Linked DNA regions of Mus musculus: all the other regions are linked to region 4. Evidence: chromatin contacts called from public promoter capture Hi-C data. All regions are on one chromosome and are shown on one strand. Each heading gives the region's core, a stretch centred on a gene start, on an enhancer-like site or on the middle of the called end of the contact. The rest is flanking DNA. Distances are from core to core; before and after follow the strand shown.

Region 1 (2,700 bases), core at 82-2,581, 3.2 Mb after region 4:
ATCTACACTTCATTGTGGGAAGCCAGGGCCCAAGGACTTGACAAATGATTTCTAGACAAGGCAAGGTTGTTCAGGAGCCCAAGATTAGACTCAAAGTGGTATCAAAGGCCAGCCTAGTCTACAGAGTGAGTTCCAAGACAGCCAGGGCTACACAGAGAAACTCTTAAAACAAACAAACAGAAAACGAAATGGCTGGACAGAAGTATAGGGGTTAGTACCTATCAAGCTGTGGGGCACTGTTGCCAACCAGCTAATGTTCCTTGCTTTTTCTGGTGCAGCCTGCAGGCTGAAAGTAAGAAAGGCCACTCAGTGAAAGACATTGCTGGACATGACATCCTAACACCATGAGGAAAGGAGAGTGCCTCTTGGTGGACCACCTGAGGAGTAGCCTGCTCATACAACCCAAGACGGGGTATTTGGGCCAATCACAGCCATTTGTTTGGCTAAACACCGGTGTCTTTTGTTTATATGTGTACATGTCTGTGAATGTGTGAGTGTATGCGTGTAAGGGTGGCTGCATGTCTGGAGAGATAGCATAGTCCTCCATTTATCATTAAGCCACCAGTCACAGGTCTGCACAAAGCCCTGGCCCAAGCTGTGCTTACTGGGCCAGGACAATCAGTTGCAATCTTTCGTGTAGGCATATCTGAGTGTTCTTGGAGTGTTTAAGACAGCTGGTGCAGTTTGGATGGTAGTCCTGCTAGCTGTTTGACTCGGTCTTCTTTGCTGGAGGCAGCTCCATCAACAGAGAGACTCAAACAGCTGCGAATTATAGTTAACTACCGTCGACAGTCTTTGTGAGTGCTTACATAAATGTAAAGCCCTTACGTACGTCTTCATCGTTAACTTCACGAATGTAAAGTCACCTAGGGGAAACACCTCTGGGAGTATGTTCCCAGAGAGGTTTAACTAGGAAGTGAAAACCTACCCGGAAAGTGAGTGGACTCATCCCACGGACGGGCTCCCAGACCGAATCAGCGGGAGTGCTGGTGTGTGTGCTGCGTGTCTCAAAAATCAAATAACTAACCAACTAACAAAAAAGCTGCGTGTCTCAATAACTAATCAACAAATTAATCAGGCCAGCAAGAAAGCTATTTCAAAAACCAAGCAACCAATTAAACAAACAAACAAACAAACAAACAAACTACAACGCCCAGCGTATCTACATAAACCCAGCCCACTCCACTTGCACTGCAGCGGCTGAGCCCGGTCAGCCGGAAGTTCCTGGCTCTCACGTGCAACCTACAGGAAATGTCCGGGCAGCTGGCCCTTCGCGCATGCTCATAGTGTTCCGCGAGACGCTGCGCGGAGGATTGTGGGGCAGCAGTGGGTAGTTTGCTTCCTCCCGGCCGCCGCGTCGGGCTTGCGGGAAGCTTGTTCCAGCCTTCCGTGTCGGTGCTGTACTCTGAGTCTCCGGCGAGTCGCCCTCAGGCCGCCGCCAGCATGTCGGGCGTGCGAGCCGTGCGCATCAGCATCGAGTCGGCCTGCGAGAAGCAGGTGCAGGAGGTGGGCCTTGATGGCACCGAGACGTACCTGCAGCCGCTGTCCATGTCGCAGAACCTGGCGCGCCTGGCACAGCGCATCGACTTCAGCCAGGGCTCTGGCTCTGAGGAGGAGGAGGCGGCAGGGCCTGACGGCGATGCGCCGGACTGGGGGGGCGCGGGAGCCGACCAGGACGACGAGGAGGGTGAGGCTTCGCCCTCGTTGCTGGTTCTATCCCAGGGTCTCCCCTAGGGTAAACTGTGTTTTGTGGTGGGTGGCCTTGAGAAGTATTGACAGCAGTGGGAAGGCCGACCCGGTCGGGACTCGGGGTCCTGTTCAGGCCAGGAGAAGAGGCATTCGCTTTTTTTTTTTTTTTTTTTTTTTTTTTTAATAAAGAACAGCTGAAAGCTTTTGGGGGTGATTTTAGGTGGAAACAGGTGATACTTAAAATGACCACTGAAACTTTGAGGTGAATGAATTACAAGAAAACAAAACTGAAGAGGGGGAGTTTGGAGAAGCAACCAGACTAGACTTTGGATTCTCCTTATTATCAAAAAAAACCAAAATTTGAAACCACAGTTTTCGATTTAGTGATGTGACAGAATCGGTTTAAGTGAGGATGTTCGTGTTTAGTGTGGTAATTCGCCAGGCAGAGGCAGTCAGATTAATGAAAAACATGAGCAAATAGACACCATCTCAATAAATAAAGAAAAATTTAAATGTAGTTTTCATAAATTTGACAGAAAGTTAAAACACCTGGGACTGAAGAGATGGCCCAGCAGTTAAGAGTACTGATTGCTCTTCCAGAGGTCCTGAGTTGAATTTCCAGCAACCACATGGTGGTTCACAACCATCTGTAATGGAATCCGATGCCCCCTTCTTTCTGGTGTGTCTGAAGACAGCGTCATTGTACTTACATCCATTAAATAAATAAATAAATCTTTTTTTTTTTTTTTTTTTTTAAATCTTAAACAAGCCCAACATTGTCATTATCCAGTGTTGGAAAGGCATGCCAGCTCAGTAGTTTTAAATGCAAAATTCTAAATGTGTATCACATTTGATCCATGAAATCCCCCACCCACAGAAAGAACTATAGAGCACAGGTATGTATTAAGATCCAGTACTGATGTCATTAGGAACATTTGACCTGTCTATTAAGGGACAGGCTTAAATGGCATGCCTCCTGGCTTCCAAATATCTTGTGGTGTGTGAAAGAGT
Region 2 (2,700 bases), core at 121-2,620, 3.7 Mb after region 4:
ATTAACTGGAAAGGAGTATTATTAGTCTAGTTATGCAAATGAAAATAAAACCAGGCAAGCCAGAGAACTGCTGATCTTCCTAACATTAAACAGCTAATTTTGACCAAGAACTTGAAACCAGAGTGGAAGACACCACTCGTGTTCAAGGATTTTCTTCTGCCACCTGACTTCTATAGTCCTTTTATTTCTTTCCATTTTGTTCAAATTCACTTCAACTAGGGTAACTTACTCTAAAGGACTATTTATAGACTCGAGACTAAGACAAAGCCAGAGAGCATGAGCCTCCCTGCATGGCCATGTAATTACTGCAACACATTCATCTATTGCTCCACCTCATTATTTATTTATTTATTGCTAATAAGCATAAGTATGTGCTTTTAATTATGCATGACAGACGTTTTGGGGGATACTCTATCCATTATTAAATTCTGTTGCTGTTTATATTAAAATATCACTTTTCTCGTAAGGTCATCACAATTAATATGTCAGGCTTACAGTGGATCTGTGGGGCTCATTTTTATAGTAGAGTTCCTCTGTACCAGGTTCCTCTCCAAGTGTTCAGGTATGTCAGAAAAACCACTCGAATCCAAACTCTAAAAATAAATACCAAAATGCACATATTATAAAGGTTGCACATATTTCACTAACATGAGCTCAGTTGCAGGGTAGACTTTTTGAACAAGCGCTAGTGATTTTGAGAAAGTCCTATGTACGTCTTCAACACTTACTATAATTGTTTCATGACCTAAGAACAGAAAGCCACATCCTGAAGTGAAGTCCTAATTGCACTATCACTACTATTTCTCTACTATCTTCTTCATGAGATTGGTGTGTAGTAAACCCCTGGACAGGAAAAATGAAACGTAACTTTCTACGTGCATAATTTAAGCTGCTCCGCGCAGGACTTTGAATCAGAGGCCACCCCATACTCTTAACACTAACATGGGTTTTATGGGGCAGCCCACATTTAAAGACAGAATAAATAACCAACACATGGTCTAAGTGGAACACCTCGCATCCCCAGCTCGGCGAAGGCGGCGCTGCCACTACAGGAGACCTCCCACCCGCGGGACTCCGAGGCGGACTCCGAGGCGGAACGCAGAGCCCGCATCCCTCCATGCCCACCCGGCCCGTCTTCCCTAACGGCCCCACGCACTCGGGGCTTCCGTTCGCCCCGGACCCGCACGCTACAAGACCGTAGCAAAGCCTAAGTTACCCAACATGGACTTGTCAGAGTCGACCAGGGAGGCCACAAGCCATCTCTACCTCAGGAAAAGGGGGCGGGAGTCTCCAGAACCACAAGAAAACCGCTCCCAGAAACCTGAATTAGGCGCGGGAGAGCGGCATCCGTACTTCTCGCGAGATCCATTGATGACGTGACATCACAGAATGTCTAGATTCTCATTGGCTACAGAATGGCTCCGTCACCTCACAGGAGCCAATCCTGAGCAGCGAAGGGGCGAACCCGGAAAGGAAGTTCTCGGTGAGGTTCTCTCTGTGAAAGGTGAGGCGCGTGTCCGGAGCGGTGGGGCGGGCGGCTGTGGGCGGCCGGCCACCTCGCAGGTAGCATCGTGGCAGAGTCTTCGCTTTGCGATTCGGAAGGCCTCGCCTGCTAGACCAAAGACCTTTCTTCCCTGCTTCCCCTGACGATCGCCCCAGAAGCCTCGGTTTTGTGTTTTCAGAGAACCTTGAAGAAAGTGCAGTAGAAATGATTTGGAGCCTTGAGTTAGAGCAGACCCCCTCAGGACCTCAGAAGGGCCCGTGTACCGCAGCGACAGTGATCTGTCAGTACCCGAGCGCAGGCCTCTGAAATGGGGGGCTCCACCCAATGAGATGAGAACTGGAACAGTTGCTATCTCTCTCAAAATGGAGGGTTCCCTTTAAATTAGGAAATGCATCCTATTCCTCCATAATAGTATGCATCGAGCTTTATACCCAGAGTCGAGATACATTTGGGTTTGATTTTTTAATTAAGCATACCAAGACAATAAGTTAAGAATTAATATGAAGGAGTTTTCAGGTGTGGGAAGGGGGGCTGCGATCTGTGCCATATTTTGGTTAGTGACATCTGTTAAGCGCTTAATGAATTGGTGTATAGTAGCTTTTTAAAAAATGAGTTTGAAGTGAAAGGAAATATTGAAAATGTTAAGAAAATAGTTCTGATAGTTCTTTTAAAAAAGAAAAAAGAAAAACACAATGCTGCCAAAACCTTAACAAATCCCTTAATGGAGTTTATAGGCCCTAAGAAGTCATTGGTCATGATTCTGATACTCTTGTCACTAGTGATGAAGCTTAATTGGACAATGGAATATTAAACTTGAAATTAAGTAGAACAAATCTATGAGGAGTGTGTATAACTAAGTTCCTCTTAGAGGCCATTCAGAGCAAGATTAAATGATAGGTCTTAAGTTTAATGATACAAATAGTTCTTAATGCAGGTTACATACAAATGGCATAATAATCTGTGTTAAAGATGGCCTATCCTTAAAAGCTTAATAGCAAAACAATATAAGACATAGCACCTGAAATAATAAACATTAGATTCTAATTGGGTCAACAGAAAGAAGTGGTAACACTAACAATAGCAACAAAAAACTGCCAAATTCAACAAATATGGTTAAAAGATTGATGGTTTTCAAAGTAACTTCTCATTTTCTTTAAGGCTTATGTGCTAGGTAACTCTTGAAGTTGATGTCAGTG
Region 3 (2,700 bases), core at 143-2,642, 3.1 Mb after region 4:
TCCCCCACAATGTATAGGCTGACACTCTCTCACCCTACTGAGCTTGCTCTGATCCCTCCTGGTTTCCTATTCAAAACAGAACATGTCTCAAGCTCAGATTTCCACTTGAGTACTTTCTGCCCAAGACGCCAGCTGGGTAGAGCTGTCCAGTCATCAGGTCAGCAAATGACAGAGGGGTGTCAGGCAACTGAACCAAAAGTGCTTGCTACACCTCTTCTTCCAGACTTGCGACCAAGTGAACATGCCTCTGCTGGGAATGGTGCATGAGTTTAATGCAGATGGATCTCCTTATGGCAAGGCCTGAGGAGTTGGGTCCCCACATGGCAAAGACCTATGGGATATTGGAACAGAATCTCCTGGCCTTTCCCCAAGGAATGCTTGGTTCGCTTTTGCCTTGCATTTGTGTGTTTGACTTTGTTATTGGAAGTATTTGCTTTTACTTTGTTTGTGACAGATGTTTCTCTAGAATCAGAAAGTTTGGACTGTGATTCATTCCTATTTGTCTCTGAGGCCATGAAAGTGGAATAGACCACTACTCCTGTGTTTGTTAATAATGATGCGGTTGGTCAACAAGAGGGCCTAGTCTGTGTACACCAGCTAACATCCAGATGTTCTCTCCTTATGGTTACTTAGTTCCAACAATTTGCCCTACAGTGCTGTTCCAAACAATAGTTACATGGGTATTAAAAGCTTAAGAAGGTCTTTCTGGATTGTTGGTTCCAAGACTTAACAGGAATATTCAGAGGTTACACCAAGCAAGGATGAGCAACTGACTCGGTTTACTAATTTGCCCTGGGCACTAGAGGAATGAGATTTCCTAAGGGGACAGGCTAGGTGTCAATAATTAAATCAGAATTTCTCGGGTATGTAGTTTATCGCCTCTCTGTACTGTATCCTCAATTGGTTATGTATCAATGTGCTGGGTTAGATATTAGCCACGTGCTCAATCTATATTTCATCTTTCTTGATACTGTTCATGGGTTAGCAGGAAACCGTGGCGACTGAGAAGGAAGTACAGTGTGCACTTGGTTGAACATAGGAAGTTCTTAAAAGAGACGTGGAAAACTAGATGTATAAATAAAGGTAGTCTGAGTTGTCTCGGTGTCAGAGTATAGTATGTGAACTGCACTTCCTGGTCCAAGTCTTCCGCCGATTCCACACATCCTCCTTCATGTTCTGAACCCGACCCAGGATTGACTGCCGGCGACAAAACACCACAGAGCAAGTGGGACAAGACCCTGACAGTTGAGAGGGATAATGGCCCGTTGCGCAAGCTGCGCGTGCGTGCGTGCGTGCGTGCACGTGGGCGGGGCTGCGCGTGCGCCGAGCTGGAGGTGGGCGGGGGCTTGGCACGGCGCGGCCTTCCGGGCGGCCCCTGCGGAGGCGGTCCTAAGCTGGTTCCCGCCGTCCGATCCCGCCATTGGCGGGCCGTTTGAATGACGGAAGTGACGAGAGCCGGGTCATGGCTGTCCCGCAGGTACCCAAACGGCTGCTGGGTAGCCGGCCGGGTGCGGGTGCCTGTGTGTCGTGAGGCCAGACCACACACGCTGTCAGGTGAGTGACGGAGGCCCGCCAGGGTTCTTCTGGCTGGCCGCGAGCAGGCTGGCGAACCTTCCGGCCCTTTAAACCGCCCCGAGGCCGGCCCTACAGAGAGCTCGGCCTTTCTGAGGCATCCGCCACCCGTAGCTCTTCTGGTACTCTTCCTACACTCAAGCTATGAAAAAAATGGCAGTCTCATTCGAGAGTGTTAGTTCACCCTGTAATCCCAGCACATGCAAGGCAGTGCTGAGGCAGGAGAAATGCCTCGTGTTCAAGACCAGCCTAGGCAATAAACCCTACAGCAGCGAATGGTTGTCGTCAGTCTTACATTAGAATGTGTTCGGCGGTTGGGTAGTAATTAAGCCACACGTACATATAGTACAGCCACGTGTGGTGGCTATTACCCCCTTACACGGAATAAAGTTAACAAGGCCCAAGGGATTTGAAACTTGGCTTCTGCCTTTTGCTAATGAATGGCTCTTGCATCCACATCTATTAATTTTTTGGTTACTGTGTGTCAGATACTGCCTAATCCTTAGAAGGAAATCTATCAAGATAAGCCCTACTGTGTCCATCATTATTGGACACTTAAAACACAGAACTTGAAGAGTCCACATGGGTAGAAATGACTAGTGAACAAGCCAGGTAACAGGATTCTACTTAATAGATGCAGGAGGAATACTTGTCTCCTATGGAGGACAACTTAAAATGTTCCTCTCTTGGAGCCTCAACCATCCTCAGGAGTATTTTCTTAAGAATTCAGTGGAGTGTATTGGAAAAGGCTTTTTTTGTTTTGTTTTGTTTTCCGAGACAGGGTTTCTCTGTGTAGCCCTGGCTGTCCTGGAACTCACTCTGTAGACCAGGCTGGCCTCAAACTCAGAAATCCACCTGCCTCTGCCTCCCGAGTGCGGAAAAGGTTTTCAATTCAAGCAATTACTACTGTTTGACATTTGTTCTTCGATGAAGTCATGACTGGGTCTGCCATGTAGTACTGTATATGGATTAGTCACTTTCTCGTTCAGTCCACGCTGAATTATTTATAAGATGCAAGACAGTTTTTTAGACAAAAGAGATGAGGTGATGAATAAGATCATACTTGTCCTGACCACAATTGTGATAAAGAATTCTCTGTGAAAAGGAATGGTTTCAAGCTGGGCATGG
Region 4 (2,700 bases), core at 52-2,551:
CTGTAATACAGTTCCTCATGCTATGGTGACCACCAACCATAAAATTATTTTCGTTGCTACGTCATGACTATAATTTTGCCATTGTTTTGTTTGTTTGTTTGTTTTTGTTTTGTTCTGTTTGTTTGGTTTGGTGGGTTTTTTTTGTTTGTTTGTTTGTTTTGTTTTTTCGAGACAGGGTTTCTCTGTGTAGCCCTGGCTGTCCTGACACTCACTCTGTAGACCAGGCTGGCAGCCAACTCAGAAATCCGCCTTCCTCTGCCTCCCAAGGTGCTGGGATTAAAGGAATGCACCAGCACTGCCCAGATAATTTTGCCATTGTTATAGTAATGTAAATACCTGTTTTCTTACAGTCTTAGGAGATCTCAGTGAAAGTCATTTAACCTCCTACTCCACAAGGGGTCATGACCCACAGGTTAAGAACTGCATACAGTCCTAAGGACAGCATGTGCTTGAAGACATCTTCTGACTAGTAAGACAATCTGAAGTACACCCGTTCCTATTTACTACACCCTGGAGGGACAGGAATCCCCATTCCAAGAACGATTTTGTACTTAGAGGTCACAGGACTCTTGCCTGGCTCTCTCACTGGCAGTCAGAATTCTTCTTACACATTTTCACTTCATAGACGGCATTCTGACATGATCCAAGGAGGGTTACCTCCAGTTCCACCCCTGGGGGTGATCTTTTATATTCCGTAGGACCACAGGACTCACAACATCCCATCCATATTCCTATCCCAGTAACCAGCCTCTCAAATTCCTTGGGACAGTAGCAATCATACTTCATACCATACACTATTCCATATGTCCACCCCTGAAACTAATCTCCACCCCTTGTCAACTCCGTTCACTCATGACTTTATCTCTGCCCACCTGCCCCAGAACTAATCCTCACCCTAGCCACTTCCTCAGAACTTTTTCCCAGCTATTACACAAGCTCCCCCAAGCTTGCGCTTCCAGGTTCTACCATAGTCCGTCCTCTTACAGTTCCCAGGGTCGCCCTGGTCTCTTTAGCTGACCTATCCCAAAATCCAACTATGTACACAGTCACTAAACAAACTGGGAAGAACACGTACAATACGAAGGGGACCACAGACGTGTAATCTGCCCTAAAACCCGGACAAACTTTTGGGCGGAAGTGAACCTCGAGGCGGCGCTCAGGGCCGGAAGTGGAAGCGCGGGGCGGAACTGAAGGAGGAGTCAGCGCAGCGGATGTGGTCGATCTTGGGGTGGGCGTCTTCGGCGGCTGGGAAGGGCGACTCGGTGTGTGTACACGGGTTTTTAGTCGAGTTGAGAAAGAGCGCCAGCCGGGAGCGCCCTCTGCCTAGTGGCCCTGGACTCCTGCTACCTCCCGAAAGCCCCAGGCTGCTTCCGCAGCCAGCGATAAAACCCGAGCTCTTCCAGCTCGCAGCCCTGGGAATGCTTTTTGTTCTCACAGAGGGGGGCGTGGCAGGCGAGCTGAGGGATGGTCAGCCAGCGGGTCCTGTTCTATCTCCTGAGCTGCAAGGTGCGTTCAGGGCGAATTAGCACATGTGCTGAGGGTGGAAATCCTTCCAGCTCTGTGAAGTTCATTCAGCCCCATCACCTTTAGGACCTCTACGTTTACTGCACGTGGAAATCACCAAAAGAGCTCTCTCTAGTCAATACATTGAGCAATTGAATAGACACATCATTCCAGCTTCTGCTGAGTTTGTGCCTGCATAGATATTAGGTAATTCCTTTTACACAGCCAAAACCTGGGCTATTATTACACGTTAACTGTGTAGATACACGTGGCGAGGGGCAATGAAAGGTTTTGTTTTTTTCTGTCACAGTTTGAATGCTTTCCATAAAAGGACTCATCAATCTTTGTGCCTTATTTTCCAGACAAGAAAAACATCATGCAAACTCAAACTTGTGTTGGACCCTCAATGTTGTGTTGAAAACGCCTGAATGTCCACCTGCCCTCATTAATCTATTAATTTCATGTAACCAGGTGAGTACGATGTGGAATATGAAACAATGGGGTTCCACCTGATCCTGCAGTGTAGAACTCCTTTTCTTCTGCTTGTAACAGGTTGTAATTCTAAGATTGCAACCTGTTTAAAATGAGGGTTATCTCAAGAAGCTGTATTAATATTTGATGGGTTATATTCAAGGGATGGATACAAAGGTGTGTGAAAAGTAAATATAGTTAAATGCAAATTACACAAAATAAAAGTAATTAGCCATGAATAAGCATATAAATGCAGAATTTTTTGTATACTTATACCAAAATTTTCAGAATATTATATTAAGTACAAATATATGAAATATTTGTGTCTATTTTTAGTACTTACAAGTCTGAAGTAAATGTTAGAAGTACTCAGTGGCACTCTTCAAGCGCATTCCATGTGACTCCTAAAAACCTGCAAATTGTCATGACGTTTTAGAATACAAAGGCATATATGAAAATGATGTCTTGAGTGTCCTTACATTAGGAGCAGAAATTTTAAAAATTGAGTAGCTACTAGATGTTTATAAGATTGAAAATATTTAGAAGAGTATCAAAGAACAAGGTAGTCTCCTTCCTTCCTTCCTTTCTTTTTTTTTTTTTTTTTCTGAGACAGGGTTTCTCTTTGTAGTCCTGGCTGTCCTGGAACTCACTTTGTAGACCAGGCTGGTCTCGAACTCAGAAATCCGCCTGCCTCTGCCTCCCAAGTGCTGGGATTAAAGGCGTGCA

Evidence for each region. Promoter capture Hi-C pulls out the DNA fragments that hold promoters and counts their contacts.
Region 1: a contact with region 4 is called in a promoter capture Hi-C map of pre-B cells, with 9 times the contacts expected there. The contact joins the promoter of Med17 here to the promoter of Zfp558 in region 4. A contact is called at or near these places in 3 of 39 promoter capture datasets (cranial neural crest, frontonasal cranial neural crest and pre-B cells) and 1 of 484 Hi-C or Micro-C datasets (pre-B cells).
Region 2: a contact with region 4 is called in a promoter capture Hi-C map of pre-B cells, with 8 times the contacts expected there. The contact joins the promoter of Mre11a here to the promoter of Zfp558 in region 4. A contact is called at or near these places in 2 of 39 promoter capture datasets (cranial neural crest and pre-B cells).
Region 3: a contact with region 4 is called in a promoter capture Hi-C map of pre-B cells, with 9 times the contacts expected there. The contact joins the promoter of Cep295 here to the promoter of Zfp558 in region 4. A contact is called at or near these places in 5 of 39 promoter capture datasets (cranial neural crest, frontonasal cranial neural crest, liver and 2 more).

The regions. Positions count from the first base shown.
Region 1 is chr9:15,278,537-15,281,236 of GRCm38.p6, reverse strand. It overlaps Med17 (mediator complex subunit 17), which reads left to right and starts at 1,331. Exons shown (of 12, transcript NM_144933.2): 1 at 1,331-1,687. The coding sequence starts at 1,444.
Region 2 is chr9:14,783,324-14,786,023 of GRCm38.p6, reverse strand. Mre11a (MRE11A homolog A, double strand break repair nuclease) reads right to left here and starts at 1,370. Exons shown (of 20, transcript NM_018736.3): 1 at 1,267-1,370; 2 at 496-593. The coding sequence starts at 515. Ankrd49 (ankyrin repeat domain 49) reads left to right here and starts at 1,451. Exons shown (of 3, transcript NM_019683.4): 1 at 1,451-1,504.
Region 3 is chr9:15,356,480-15,359,179 of GRCm38.p6, reverse strand. Cep295 (centrosomal protein 295) reads left to right here and starts at 1,392. Exons shown (of 27, transcript NM_176976.4): 1 at 1,392-1,554. The coding sequence starts at 1,437.
Region 4 is chr9:18,472,160-18,474,859 of GRCm38.p6, reverse strand. Zfp558 (zinc finger protein 558) reads left to right here and starts at 1,301. Exons shown (of 8, transcript NM_028935.1): 1 at 1,301-1,506; 2 at 1,866-1,974.